Linked DNA regions of Sus scrofa: region 2 is linked to region 1. A link is a contact called in public Hi-C data. All regions are on one chromosome and are shown on one strand. Each heading gives the region's core, a stretch centred on a gene start, on an enhancer-like site or on the middle of the called end of the contact. The rest is flanking DNA. Distances are from core to core; before and after follow the strand shown. Region 1 overlaps LOC102158888 (a long non-coding RNA gene). Region 2 has its middle 240 kb from the start of USP24.

Region 1 (6,419 bases), core at 1,640-4,139:
CATATATAAGTGATAGCATGTGATATTTAGCTTTCTCTGATTTACTTCGCTTAGTATGATAATCTCTAGGTCCATCCATGTTACTGCAAATGGCATGATTTCATTCTTTTTTATGGCTGAGTAATATTCCATTGTGTGTGTGTGTGTGTGTGTGTGTATCTCACATCTTATTTATCCATTCAAATGTTGATGGATACTTACATTGCTTCTATGTTTTGGATGTTGCAAATTGCGCTGCTATGGACATTGAGATACATGTATATTTTTGAGTTAGAGTTTTCTCTGTATATAATTTTATTTTTAGTTTTTTAAGTAAGCTCTGTACTGTTCTACATAGTGGCTGCATCAATTTACATTCCCATCACCAGTAGGAAGGTTCCCTTTTCTTTATACCCTCTCTATTGATTATTTGTAGACTTTTTGATGATGACCATTCTGACTGGTTTGAGATGATACCTGATTGTGGTTTTGATTTGCATGTTTCTAATAATTAGTGATATTGAGCATATTTTCATGTGCCTGTTGGCCATCTGAATGTCTTTGGAGAAATGTCTATCTAAGTCTTCTGCCCATTTTTTGATTGGGTTTTTTTTTTTTTTTTATTGAGTCATATGAGCTGTTTGTATGTTTCAGAAATTAACCCCTTTTTGGTTGCATCATTTGCAAACATTTCTTCCTATTCAGTAGGTTGTATTTTCATTTTGTTTACAATTTACTTTGCTGTGCAAAAAGCTTATAAGTTTGATTAGGTCCCATTTGTTTATTTTTGCTTTTATTTCTATTGCCTTGGGAGACTGACCTAAGGAAACATTGCTACAATTTATGTCAGAGAATGTTTTGCCTATGTTCTCTTCTAGGAGTTTTATGGTGCCATATATTATATTTAAGTCTTTAAGCTATTTGAAGTTTATTTTTTTGTATGGTGTGTGGGAGTCTTCTAACTTCATGGATTTACATGCAGCTGTCCAGCTTTCCCACATCACTTGCTGGAAAGATTGAATTTTCTCTGTTATGTATTCTTGCCTCTTTTATTGAAGATTAATTGCCTGAAGTGTGTAGGTTTATTTTTGGGATCTCTATAATCTGTTCCATTGATCTATATGTCTGTTTTTGTGCCAATACCATGCTATTCTGATTATTGTAGCCTTGTAGTATTGTCTGGAGTCTGGAAGGGTTATACCTCCAATTTTGTTCTTTTTCTTCAAGGTTGCTTTGGCAGTTCTGGGTCTTTTATGGTTCCATTTAAATTTTAGGATTATGTTGTTCTTGTTCTATGAAAAATGTCATGGGTAATTTGATAGGGCTTTCATTAAATCTTTAGATTGCTTTGGGAAATATGGCCATTTTAATTATTCCAATCCGAGAGCATGGGATATCTTTCCATTTCCTTGGGTCCTCTTTAATTTCCTTTATTGATGTTTTATAGTTTTCAGCACATACGTCTTATAAGTAACATAACTTTTAAGTTATATTAAAACATCTAGAAATATGGGCTAGAAAGTTAAGTTTGCATAATTCTTAGAAAAACTATTAGTCCTCAAAGACTCTTGGATATGTGGCTTTGGGCTCAGTCTCTAGGATCCTTGGGGGACCTCATCATTTTCATCTGTTCTTGGGAGTTCTTGAGTATAATGTTTGAGAACCGCTGTCTGATACTCAGAAGCATTAGAGAAGACAGTAGGGTGCGAACAAGGCCTTGGAGAGTAAACAGGAGTTCTGCAGCAACAGTTGTGGGGCACAAGCCTCTGAGGAGAGTAGCATGATCGGAGTGGAACTATTTTTTGAATATGATGGTGGCAGCCTATAGCAAAGAATAGAAAGTGAAAGGGATTAGAGGTGAGGAACCAGTTCAGAGACTTCTGTAGCCATCTAGGAGGGAGGCAAAGATGTCAACTGATGGTAGGATGCTCTTCAAGAGACCATAGCAGCAGGCTGTGTAGAGGAGTTAATGCAGCAGGGGTGGGGACCATGGGCATTTGAGCCACTTCTTCATGTAACTCCCTTGTGCTTTCAGGGCCTGTGTGAGCCCAGTCATGTGTATATCACTTATATTTGATGATGGAGTGTGGCTGTGCGTACCCAACTTTATGGCTTGGTGGGTCAGACAACATTCAGTTCATGATAGACAGCCTAGGTTGCATGGTAGCCTCGTGGCCCTTGGTTAAACATTAAGCCTCAACTAAGGCCATAATGAGCCATAGAAATGCTACAGGGATGGAGAGAAGGCAAAACACTGTGAGAACAATCTGAAGGGAGACAAATGACATACCAAGGTAGAAGGAAGCCAATATGCCTTTGGTCTGAGACAGATGATACTATAAGGGATGGGAGGAAAATATCAGGTATATAATCTTGGGGAGGTCACAGGACGTGATTTGTAGTTTCCTTTTTCATACTTAAAATACGCTGACAGTGGAATGGGTATTAAGGATAGTATATTAAGAGTTCAGAGAAGGGAACAAGAGCTATGGGGGGATATGAGGGAGAGGTGGCGATCAGAGAAGCTTGTAAAGGAGATGGCACCTGGCCTGCACCTCACCAACTTGGTAGGAGTTCATGGGCATGATAAACATTCCAGACAGGGAAAGGCATTGAGCCTGAAGTTCTTAAAGTAACTCAGCTTGGCTCCTGACTTTGATTCATGGGGGAGGAATTCACACAAGGCCATTGGCCAAGTGGAAGAGCTCAAAGGTCAAGGACTGTACATTTTTTTTTGTAGCATTTATCATTTTTTGAGCTTAAATGAAGCCGAACCTTGCAGGGAAATGAACACATGTTACACATCTCCAAAGCCAGGAGGCTTCATATCCAGGAAACTGTGCTGGTCGGATAGTAATACAAATGACTAATGCACCCTCCTAGGTCTCATGTGGTTTGAGACCCAGGAATCTGGGCCAAGCAGGAGACAAACAGGCGGTGGCTTCAAGTGAGGGTGATTAAGCAAGAAGCAGCCCAGTGAAGAAGAGAATGCTGTTCTGGGAATTAGGAGAGGGGTTCTTACTCCAGTGGCCCTGAATAAGCCAGGTTCCTTCTCTGGCTTAAGTTTTCCTCATTAATGTCTTGATATAATAGCCTAGAGGGCCATGGATTACCAGCAAGTGTATGCCCTATTATCCAAGACTGTATCCTATGATAGATCCTAAAATCCAACCACATCCAGGATAGGACTTAGAAACAAGTCATTTTGCATTTATTCCTACTAATCGTTTAAGGTCTAGTTAGCTGTCTTCTTCACTGGGGGGCTCTAATTCCCCCAGACAGAGTTGGTCCCTGCTCCCACAGAACTTGAATACACAATTATCACAATTGGGACCTTTGAAGGAAACATCAAAAGGGCCATCACCTCTCTTTTCTCTCTGGGCATTTAAATACAGGTAGATCTTTGAATTAAGCTTTTCAGATCTGGATTCTCAGCCTCTAAGCTAGGGCTGCCTGGCAAAAGATGAAACAGTGACTCCTCGGAGATATGAAATTGCTCCTAATAAAAGTGCAGAGACTTATCTGTTACTTGGTCTGTGTGAGTGGGTAACCTCTTCGTCGGCTTGAGAGTCAATGTATGTTTCTCACAAGGCTCGAACTGCTAGATATTCCAGAAAACCACCTCCTGATTTAACTTTTCTCCCTAAGCCTTTTACAGGTGCAATATTAGAAAGAGAAGAGGGCACCGTGTGAGACAGACTCAAGGTCCACCACCTGCTTGCTGTGTTTTCTTAGAAAATCCACTTTACCTCTTTAAGCTTTTATGTCTTCATCTACAAAATCCAATAAAAATATTGACTCCAAAGGGTTATTATGAAGATTAGGTGGAGCACTATATATAAAAGTAGCAGAGTTGAAGGTTTTAGAAAATGCAAGTTGAATCCCTGCTGTGTGCCAGTCTGACACCTACACACACTTGGGCTTCCTGGCAGGTTATTTGGAAAGCCAGGGAAAGTGGAGTTTTTCTCCCAGGCAGAGGAACCGGAGGTGAATTACTTCCTTCTTAATCAGACTATAGCAGAAGAGGCTGCAGATGGATGGGTAAGGCTGCCTGACAGCTGGCCTTGGCTGTGTTCATCCTGGTGCCAAAAAGTCTCATCCACAGAGCAGGGCTTCACCCCTGGGAAACCCTGGGAGCAGCCTCCCCCAGCTATGCTTGGAGAACGTGACTTCGCTCTGCTGAGACAAGCACTGCGTGCGACCTACCACTCAGCCACGTCCCTTCCTCCAGATGCTGACAGGGGTTCTGCCCAGAGCCCTGCACTCCATACATTGTGATTCAGGTGACACTCACAGAACACCTACTCAGCACCAGGCTGTGTGATCTGTGTTTGCTCACTGAAGCTTCACCAGCCCAAGAAGCAGTGACCTTGTTCTAGTTTACACACAGGGAAACTGGAATCAGAAAATCTGGGATACCAGAATTCTTTTATTTCTCTGAGCTTTAAAAACTGAATTCTTCTCCTCTATGATATCATGGAACAGAGATAAATCCATACTTCCTCTTCAGAAGTGGACATTGATAATTAAAACACAATAATAACTATCACAAGAATAGTTATAACATTCATCAAACTATTGCTAGGCATTATGTCAAGCAGTGACCCTTAACAGGGAGTGATTTTTGACCCCCGGGGGACATTTGGCAATGTCCAGGGACATATTTGGGGTGCTATAGCATCAAGCAGGTGGAGGCTAGGGATGCTGCTGAACATCCTAAAATAAACAGGAAAGCCCCTTCAACAAGGAATTATCTGGTTCAAAATGCTAATAGTGTGGATGTTGAGAGACCCTAATGTAAATCATTTAAATGAATTATGTCTTTTAATCTTCATTAAAACCCAACAAGGTAAATACAATTTTGTCCCTTTAAGACATGAGGAATCTGAAGCACAGATTGATTAGGTAACTTCTCCCAGGATGTCCCTAGGAAGCAGTAATGCTAGGAATTTGAATCCAGAAACCCGAGTCTAGGAATTCTAAGCAGAGCAGTGTCATTAGCTTTTAGGGTTTTGTGTTGTCTCTGTCAGGTCAGGCTTATATAACAGAATACCAAAGACTTGGTGGCTTATAAAATATAGAAATTTATTTCTCATGGTCTGGAAACTGAGAAGTCCAAGTTCAAGATGCCAGCTGATTTGGTGTTTGGTCAGTGCCTGCTTTCTGGCCCATAGATAGCCTTCTTTTCACTCTATCTTCCCATGACACAAGGGGTGAGGGAACTCTCTGGGGTCTCTTTTATCATGGCAAAAATCGCATTCATGAGGGGTTCACTATTATGGCATAAGCACTTCCCCAAGACCCTTACCTCCAAATACTGTCACATTGAGGTTAAGATTTAACATATGCATTTTGATTCTACAGTACTCATAGCACCTAACAGAGTGTCTGGTGCTTATGAGGAGATGGTCTGAGAGTTGCTGTGTCCACAGTTGAACTGGTATGGACTAAGTAATTGTTTCAGACTTGTCCCTTCTTCACTGAGGTCTGGGAAGATTCCAGAAGTAGCAGATAGTTCTTAAGGTAGAGTAGGTCCTCAAAGTCATAGAAAAGTCCTGTTGAAAGGAATCCTGGACTACAATCAGGCTTGTCCAAGGTCCCGGATGGCAAGCAGATGGCAGGATCTGTGTCCCAAACCACCATCCTTGCTTTCCAGTCAGAACATAGGGTTGTGTTATGTTCAAATATGAAAATCAGTGTGAAAGTGCTTAGGAAGAGGACTAGTGATGTAGGAATATGAGGAATAGATATGTCAATATAGATTTTTTTTTTGTGAAAGGAGAATGCCTTAAATCCTTTAAAATGCATGCGTCTTTAGAACATGCCTAATATGAAGTGTTCAGGGATGGAGGCCATAGGGAAGTGTCTTCAGGCAATAAAGTCTTCCTCCTCACCACCTCCTTAAACCCCATGCACGTCACCATCCATGGTTTCATGCTCATGGTTGACCATGCACAAATATGATCCTATTTAGGTGAATTCAAAACATTTGCTAATTGATTTTCAAGAATGAAGGTTTTAGATTTTTATTCTTTGAGTCTTAACAAAGGTTCTTAAGGTGACTATTAGTCTTTGGGTTGACAATTCTCAGTTTTCAGTTTACATTGCAATTATCTCAGCAAAAGGGGTCTCTTTGGTGTTTCTTATACTCCAATCCCTTACTTTCTGTGCTCATGATTCTTGGCTAATAGAGCTGTGAGGGATCTAGAAACTATTTAGTGAAACCCAAACATTTTGTGGATGTGGTAATTGGGGCTTAGAGGGAAAGGAAATAACTTTGCTATTATAATAATTACAATCATAAGCAAGAATTATGATTGTGATTAGTATCTCTGTATATGAGCATAAAGCTTTCAAGTTTACAAATCATTTTCATTTAACTGATATTGTTGGAACACCATAACAACATCATCTTTTCTTCTCATGTTTCAGGTGAGAAA
Region 2 (6,419 bases), core at 2,643-5,142, 240 kb before region 1:
TCAGAATAAGACCCCAACCCTTCAAGTGTGGTCCAGCAGCATGCACCATAACTGAGTTTGATAGGCCATTCCACCATCTATCTATGAGACTATCTGCCTTTGTGATTCAGTTCATATAAAACTCAATGATCAAGAGCCCATTGTTCTTCTTTTTTGTGAGATGAGTTCTTTGGTCAGAAGCAATGTTGTGCTGGATTCCATAATGGAGAATAAAGCATTCTTATGCCTCTAGATGGGGGTGTGTCTGAAACATTGTGAGCAGGGAAGGCAAATCCATATATATCTCAGTATCTGTTCTGGTAAGGATGAATCACTGCCCCCTACATGATCAGATCAGGAGGCTAAATGCTGTCCCTGGACATAATGCCACATGTGAGGCTCAGCAATGGTCTCTGCTGTGGAAGGGCTGGTCGCTTGCATCAGTTTGATATCATAGGCTTCTTTGATCAAAGTTGACTTGGCTACAGGACTGCAAACCTCCATCCTTGCAACCGTGACCACCTTGTTCCTGAGCCGACTGAGCAAGCATCAGGGTGGCTGGAAGAAACTACCTGTCCACAGAATAGGGTACCTTGACCTTCTGATTATTGAGTGTTCCTTTGCAGTGGATAATGTACTTTTTGTGAACTGCTACACAGATACAAATAGCCTCCTGTTCTGTTCCCAGTCCGAGAGGTCCACCCCTGGACCACCTTGATACCATCTTCTAATCTTTTCCTTTCCAAGACCCTGCCCACCTGGCCATCTTGAGCTCCCTCAGCCTCCAGAGCAAGCTATTACCTTGGTGTAATTTCTGCAACTTAGTGGGAGGGGGATCTACTTTGGCTATTCAGATGCTTCGTAGTTTACAATCTAATTAATAGAACCCAGAGGTAAAGAACAGGAAGGATTGATTATTATCCTTTTCCCTACCCTATGAGGTTCCCATCCTAGCCCTTGGGTTTTCAAAAAGGGCAGAAGGCCAAGCACATGGAAAGCTCCAGATGGCCCAGCAGGAGAGGTGAGTCATTTACTTCTTGAGGAATTAGGTTCTGTAATGACCCATTAATCTGGCTTCATTAGGAAATGAGTTGTGTCACTTAACTAAATTTTCCAATAACCGAACCTTACCCTTTCATGTGCCAACTTTTGGTTTAATCATTTTGGATGGAAGTCTTTCTAAAACCAATTTCATGCTTCTCTGCCTATTTCAGTGGATGATCTTACCCATATTCTAACCTTTCCTTGAGGACATGAGGATGATTAATTTACCAGGTTACAGTTCAGGAAAAATAAGGGGCTATTTGCCCTAATGATGGGTTCTCTGTCTTTGGTAGAATTTTGAGTAATATTTTATTCATTTTTAGCCTTATTTTCTCATGCTCTTGGGGGACTATGTCACAAGCTAACTGAGAAAGGGTTCTGAAGTCAGATCTGAGTTTGGATTCTAGCTCTGCCCTTTAGGGTCTCTGGGCTCCAGGGTCCTCATATGCAATACAGGTGTAAGTGCCTTGGCTCTGATCTAAAAATTTGTACTCCTCAGTATCATTGTGAGGGTCAAGTACATAGCAGAAGGGAAGGCTCGATGCTGTGAAGGCCCCCACCATATTGTAGTGGCTTAATAATAAACGTATTTCTTCCCAGTGAGTGGGTTTACTTCTTGCTCTGCAGTTTTCTTACCATCCCAACTTACTGTGTCTAGTCTGCAGAGGCTCACCTGAGATTAAAGGAAAAAGTTGCCACTGTCTTATTCATTCTATCCCCAGCTGCCTGGTGCCCAGCACCAAGTTGGGTACTAGCAAGGGGTCAGGACATATCTTTCTCTTCAGCTCAAAGAAGCGTGACAGCTTTTCAGGGGAAGTGAAGTTTCTCTTTGTGTAAACTCTACAACCAGTTTGGCATGAGGTGGCATGGATGTGTAGCAGTTCTGTAGGTGTTGGCTTTTTAAGCCTTTGGAATGCAATAGTCAAGCTCTACCTCCAATGGCCTCCCCAAAAAATCATGGACTTGGAAAATAGACTTGTGGTTGCCAAGGGGGAGGGAGAGGGAGTGGGGTGGTCAGGGAACTCAGGGTTAATGGATACAAACTATTGCCTTTGGAATGGATTAGCAATGAGATCCTGCTGGTAGCCCTGGGAACTATGTGTAGTCACTTATGATGGAGCATGATAATGTGAGAAAAAAGAATGTGTACATGTATGTGTAACTGCGTCACCATGCTGTACAGTAAGAAAAAACTGTATTGGGGAAATAACTGTTAAAAAATAATAATAAAAATATTTTCTCAAAAATAAAAGTAAAATAAAAAAAGAAATGCAAATGCATTTCTCGACACTTAGAGAAAAAGAAGAAATAATTCTCTTACTGAATTATTCACAAGCTTTCAGAGCCATAAATGAAAACCATGGAAGCTTCCCATTCTACATTCTCCTCCCACCACACACAAACACCCCCCCCCCCATATATACACATACACTTCCTTTCGCTCAGAACCCCTCTGCCCTTCATGCAGTTGGTAAAGAATGAACAGCCAGTGGGAAATTAGAAGTGAGAGGGTACCAGTTACATGTCTTTTACATTCTAAGTTCCTGGAGCCAAGACCAAAGCCACATATTGACAAGGGTAGGGCATGCCTCTGACAGAAGCCTCCTGCAAGGGTTCTAGAATGCTGATTCATCTTCTTGTGCAATGAAGACCTCTCCATAGAGAAAGGAAGGGAAGGGAAGCCAAGGAGAGCGCTTGCTTAGAAGCACTTACTATATATCAAGCTGTAGATATGCTGTTTCATTTAATGTGGACAGTAATCCCGTGGGGTAGATATTATCATCTGCTGCTTGCAGACGAGGTGAATAGTTCGAGAGGTTGAATGGTTTTTCCAAGTTATGACAGCTGATATATGAAGAATTTTATTTGGCAGGTGCTGGAATATAGGTATAGGCATCTACCTTGAGACACCCTCTTCTGAGATCCCATCCCAGGGCTAGAAAAAGGAAAGAAATGTGGAAACTCTGATGTAAGCTATTTTTCTCTTTTTAGCATTTCTGATGCAATTTCAAGCTTGGTTTCCCAGAGTACAGGGGTGATGGTTATCATTTTTTCACATGTAGAGCACTTTACAAATTGACAGATATTTTACCCTCCCTCCTGCTTTTCCCTTTCTCTTCCTTTCTTTGACAGCAGCTCCACGCTCTATCCCATGAGCTCTCTGGCTCTGGTTTCATCTTTAAAATGGGCATAATGACTTGTGCGCTACCCATGAAGGCTTTTAGGAGATCAAGGAAGACACCAGCTCTGCTCCCTCTATTACTTGATCTTTTGGCATTCGCAGCTTAGCAAAATTATACATAAACAACTATTTGTGGAATCATGGGTTTATCACCTCTCTCTCCTGCAGAGAGTTCATAGGTCTGGTTTAGCACGCTCTCTCCAGCATTTATATTCTCGAGATCTTAGCTGCAGAACTAGAACTTAAATCTGAGTGTAAGGATTGCAGCTAGGAGGTGGGTGGAAAAGGGAAATGACACATTTAAAATGATAAAAAAATATGAGAAGTAGACATTGTTTGAATTCAGCTGTATGCTAATGAATATCTGTGAACCCAGCTCACAAAGCCAGTGCCAGGGCAGGTTGCCCACACCTGCTCTAGTGGGTGGGGGTTGGGAAGATGTCATGCTGACTCAACAGTCCCTGGTTTGGCCGGGAGTACAGAGAAGTGCAAAGACCATGGCACATGGAGCCTGAAAGTCACATGAATCATTCCCTCAAGTTTTGTTTCATTGGCAGATTTCACTGGAATGCTTTCTGTTTTTTTCTATGTGACTAGCAGCATTGAGAAATCTTGGTTTGAAGGAAATCACTGGTGGTCAGTGGGCTCTCTGCCTGGCTATTCCCATCCAAGGAATAGCATGGTTAAGGCTAATCAGACAGCGATGGCCACAGCTCTCCATGGCCCACTGGACGATTCTGAGGAGGCTAGGTTGATGGTCCAGCTAAATTTTGCCAAGGAATCTAGCAAATTCTCTTATGATGACTTGGAACACTGTTCGTGGAATGCTCTTGATCTGGTAATTCAGCTTCTTAGCTCCTGTAGGAAATGTGACCAGTTTGGTGTGATTCCCTTTGATCAATCACCTTCTTTTTTATGCCACAGATAGTGGTATGAGAATCTAATCTGTAATTATTCATAGGATTGTTTTCAGATAATTTCATCACTAACATATACTAAGCATCTGGTGAGAGCCAGGCACTCGGTTGCTCCCATTATCTAATTTAATGCTTCCAGGGATCCTCCCTGGTAAACACTGTCCTTGCTCCCATTTTGAAGATGAGAAAATTGAGGCTTAGAAAGGTTTTGAGGGATGTCAAGGTCACATGGCTTTCTAGTATTTGACATTTTTGTGGAAGATCCAGGGATGAAAGCTGTCATCCTGGAAGAGTGAGGGAAAGGAAACTATGTATCTTAGCAACCATGTGCCAGGCACCTGCTGAGTGCTTGACAAATTTCATGGCATCTAAAGTTCACAGCACGCCTGGGAAGGGGTGCTGTTAGCATTTCCATTTTAGAGAGGGCTCAAGGTCAAGGAGCTAGTGAGCGGAGGCAAGTTTGGAGCTCTGGTTTTATGCCACAAAGCCTGTTCTTCTAGTCACCACATAGAGCTGCCCCATAGCAAGTGTGCAGGAGAAGCTGGAGCATCCGACCAAGGACCAGGGATGCTGGTGAGCCTGGGAACTGCAGGATGCAGGTGGGTGTGGCTGCCCCAAACCCTGGGTGTCATGACCAGTCAGTGTCTGCAAGCTTCCTCCTATTGTCTGCCTGCTGTTCCAGAGCTTTCAATTTTGTGTTCCTTCTTAGCTAAAAATAAGGTTTTGTTTGCATGCAGGGCAAAGGCCCTGGGACCCTCCTGAGAAAATCCGCAGAGGAAACAGGACACGGATCGGACTGCGAAGGCAGGGACGTCACTCCTCAGCTCTGAGAGGCTGGAAGCACGGAGCGGGAAGTGGCACTTCCCCTGTGTTTTTATGTTTAGCCGGGGTTTAATTAATAACCGGCAAACAAGTCTATAATTAACTCGATTTCCCTTTGGCCAGCCGAGGGAATAATAATAAGGCTCCTTTTTAAAGTCCACGGCATTGCTGGAAGGATGGGAGGGAAATCAGGCTTCCAGCACTGCCTGCCCAATAATGAGAGCCCTGCCTCGCATTCCTGGCTCCCTTCCTCCCTCCCCCCCGCACATTGTATTATCTGTACCAGATGTTGCATTAAAAGAAAAATTACTATACTTCAGGGCTCAAATTATATGTGCCTGATTTATTGCCTTGCCTCAGTTTTAAATGCTACCTTGCAGAACGCTGATAAATGATAGCTTATTATTTTGCAGGGTGCTGAGGTTGATGAAGATATCAAGGGCAGGAAGGGGTTAACTCTTTCCAGGCTGGAACCTTTTGGCTGGCCATTTGGCCCACCTTCTGAACGTTGCACATCTCCCCATACCCACCCCACCAAACCTATACTGTCTGGGCTGTTTTTATTTCTCATCTCTAAAGTGACACGCTCAAGGCTCTGTCTTGGCTCCCGAGATACTGAGGCATCTTGTGCATCAAAGATGAAGTACCCCTTTTAAGCATGACATTCAAAACTTGTCTCTGACTTCCTTTTCCAGCCCCCTATTAGTCTTCTTCCCACATGCTCTGCCCCCAGAGTCCTGAATGATCTGGCCTGTGCCTGCCTCGCCAGCTTCATTTCTTGCCCCTCTGTCCCACTGGCCTTCTTCCAGGTCCTTGAACGTCCAGACTCCTTCACGCAGCAGGAACTTTGCATGTGCCTCCCCCTCTGTCTGGAGCTCTTGCCCATCCATCCTTCATTTGGGCAGCCCATCTATCTTGTCTCTTGTCTCAGCATGAATGTCACTTTTCCACCCGTGATACTTCTTAGATGAGTATACACTTTCCATAATGTATACTCATTTGCCTATTTGCGTGATTATTTGCCTATTTCCTTGACTGCATTATAAGCACCATAAGGCCAGGAACTGAACCGGTTTACCACTGAAACTCTAGAACGTAATACAAAGCCAGGCGCAGATGCACAACATTTTTTAACTGAATGACTGTCTAGGGGAATAGCCAAGTTGCCTGTCTGCCCCATCCCTCACCCTGCTGAATACCCTGATTTTGATTATTTCTGCTTCCGAAATGAAGTTTTTCACCTATTTCTGGAACCACCTTCCCCTTCACAAGAGCTCTGTCATTTACTAACTCTGTCACTTTGGAAGCGTTACTTGACCTCCCTGGGCCTCAGTTTTCCCCATACGTGAAATGGGATAACAGTAGACTAGCTTCATCCAGTGGTTGTACACATTCAGTGAGTTAGGCTATTAAGGTACTTGGAAGTGTGCTTGGCTCATGGAAGGTACTGTGTAAAATGTTTCAAGGAAAACATT

What was found. A called contact is a pair of places that touch in the nucleus more often than the background predicts.
Region 2: a Hi-C map of embryonic fibroblasts shows a contact between it and region 1, with 1.8 times the contacts expected there. The contact joins two enhancer-like sites. A contact is called at or near these places in 5 of 47 Hi-C or Micro-C datasets (embryonic fibroblasts and liver) and 1 of 2 datasets of contacts at active chromatin or transcription factors (skeletal muscle).

The regions. Positions count from the first base shown.
Region 1 is chr6:156,741,826-156,748,244 of Sscrofa11.1, reverse strand. The region is part of intron 3 of LOC102158888 (a long non-coding RNA gene); the gene reads left to right. All of the region lies in intron 2 of LOC102159014 (a long non-coding RNA gene), which reads right to left. Among named protein-coding and RNA genes, the nearest start is that of USP24, 480 kb to the left of the region's middle. Within about 2 kb of position 2,889, at least 8 of the 83 cell types and tissues checked have an H3K27ac peak or open chromatin away from gene starts, as enhancers often do. A contact at or near this core is called in embryonic fibroblasts, where this site is marked.
Region 2 is chr6:156,981,659-156,988,077 of Sscrofa11.1, reverse strand. No RefSeq gene overlaps it. Among named protein-coding and RNA genes, the nearest start is that of USP24, 240 kb to the left of the region's middle. Within about 2 kb of position 3,892, at least 16 of the 83 cell types and tissues checked have an H3K27ac peak or open chromatin away from gene starts, as enhancers often do. A contact at or near this core is called in embryonic fibroblasts, where this site is marked.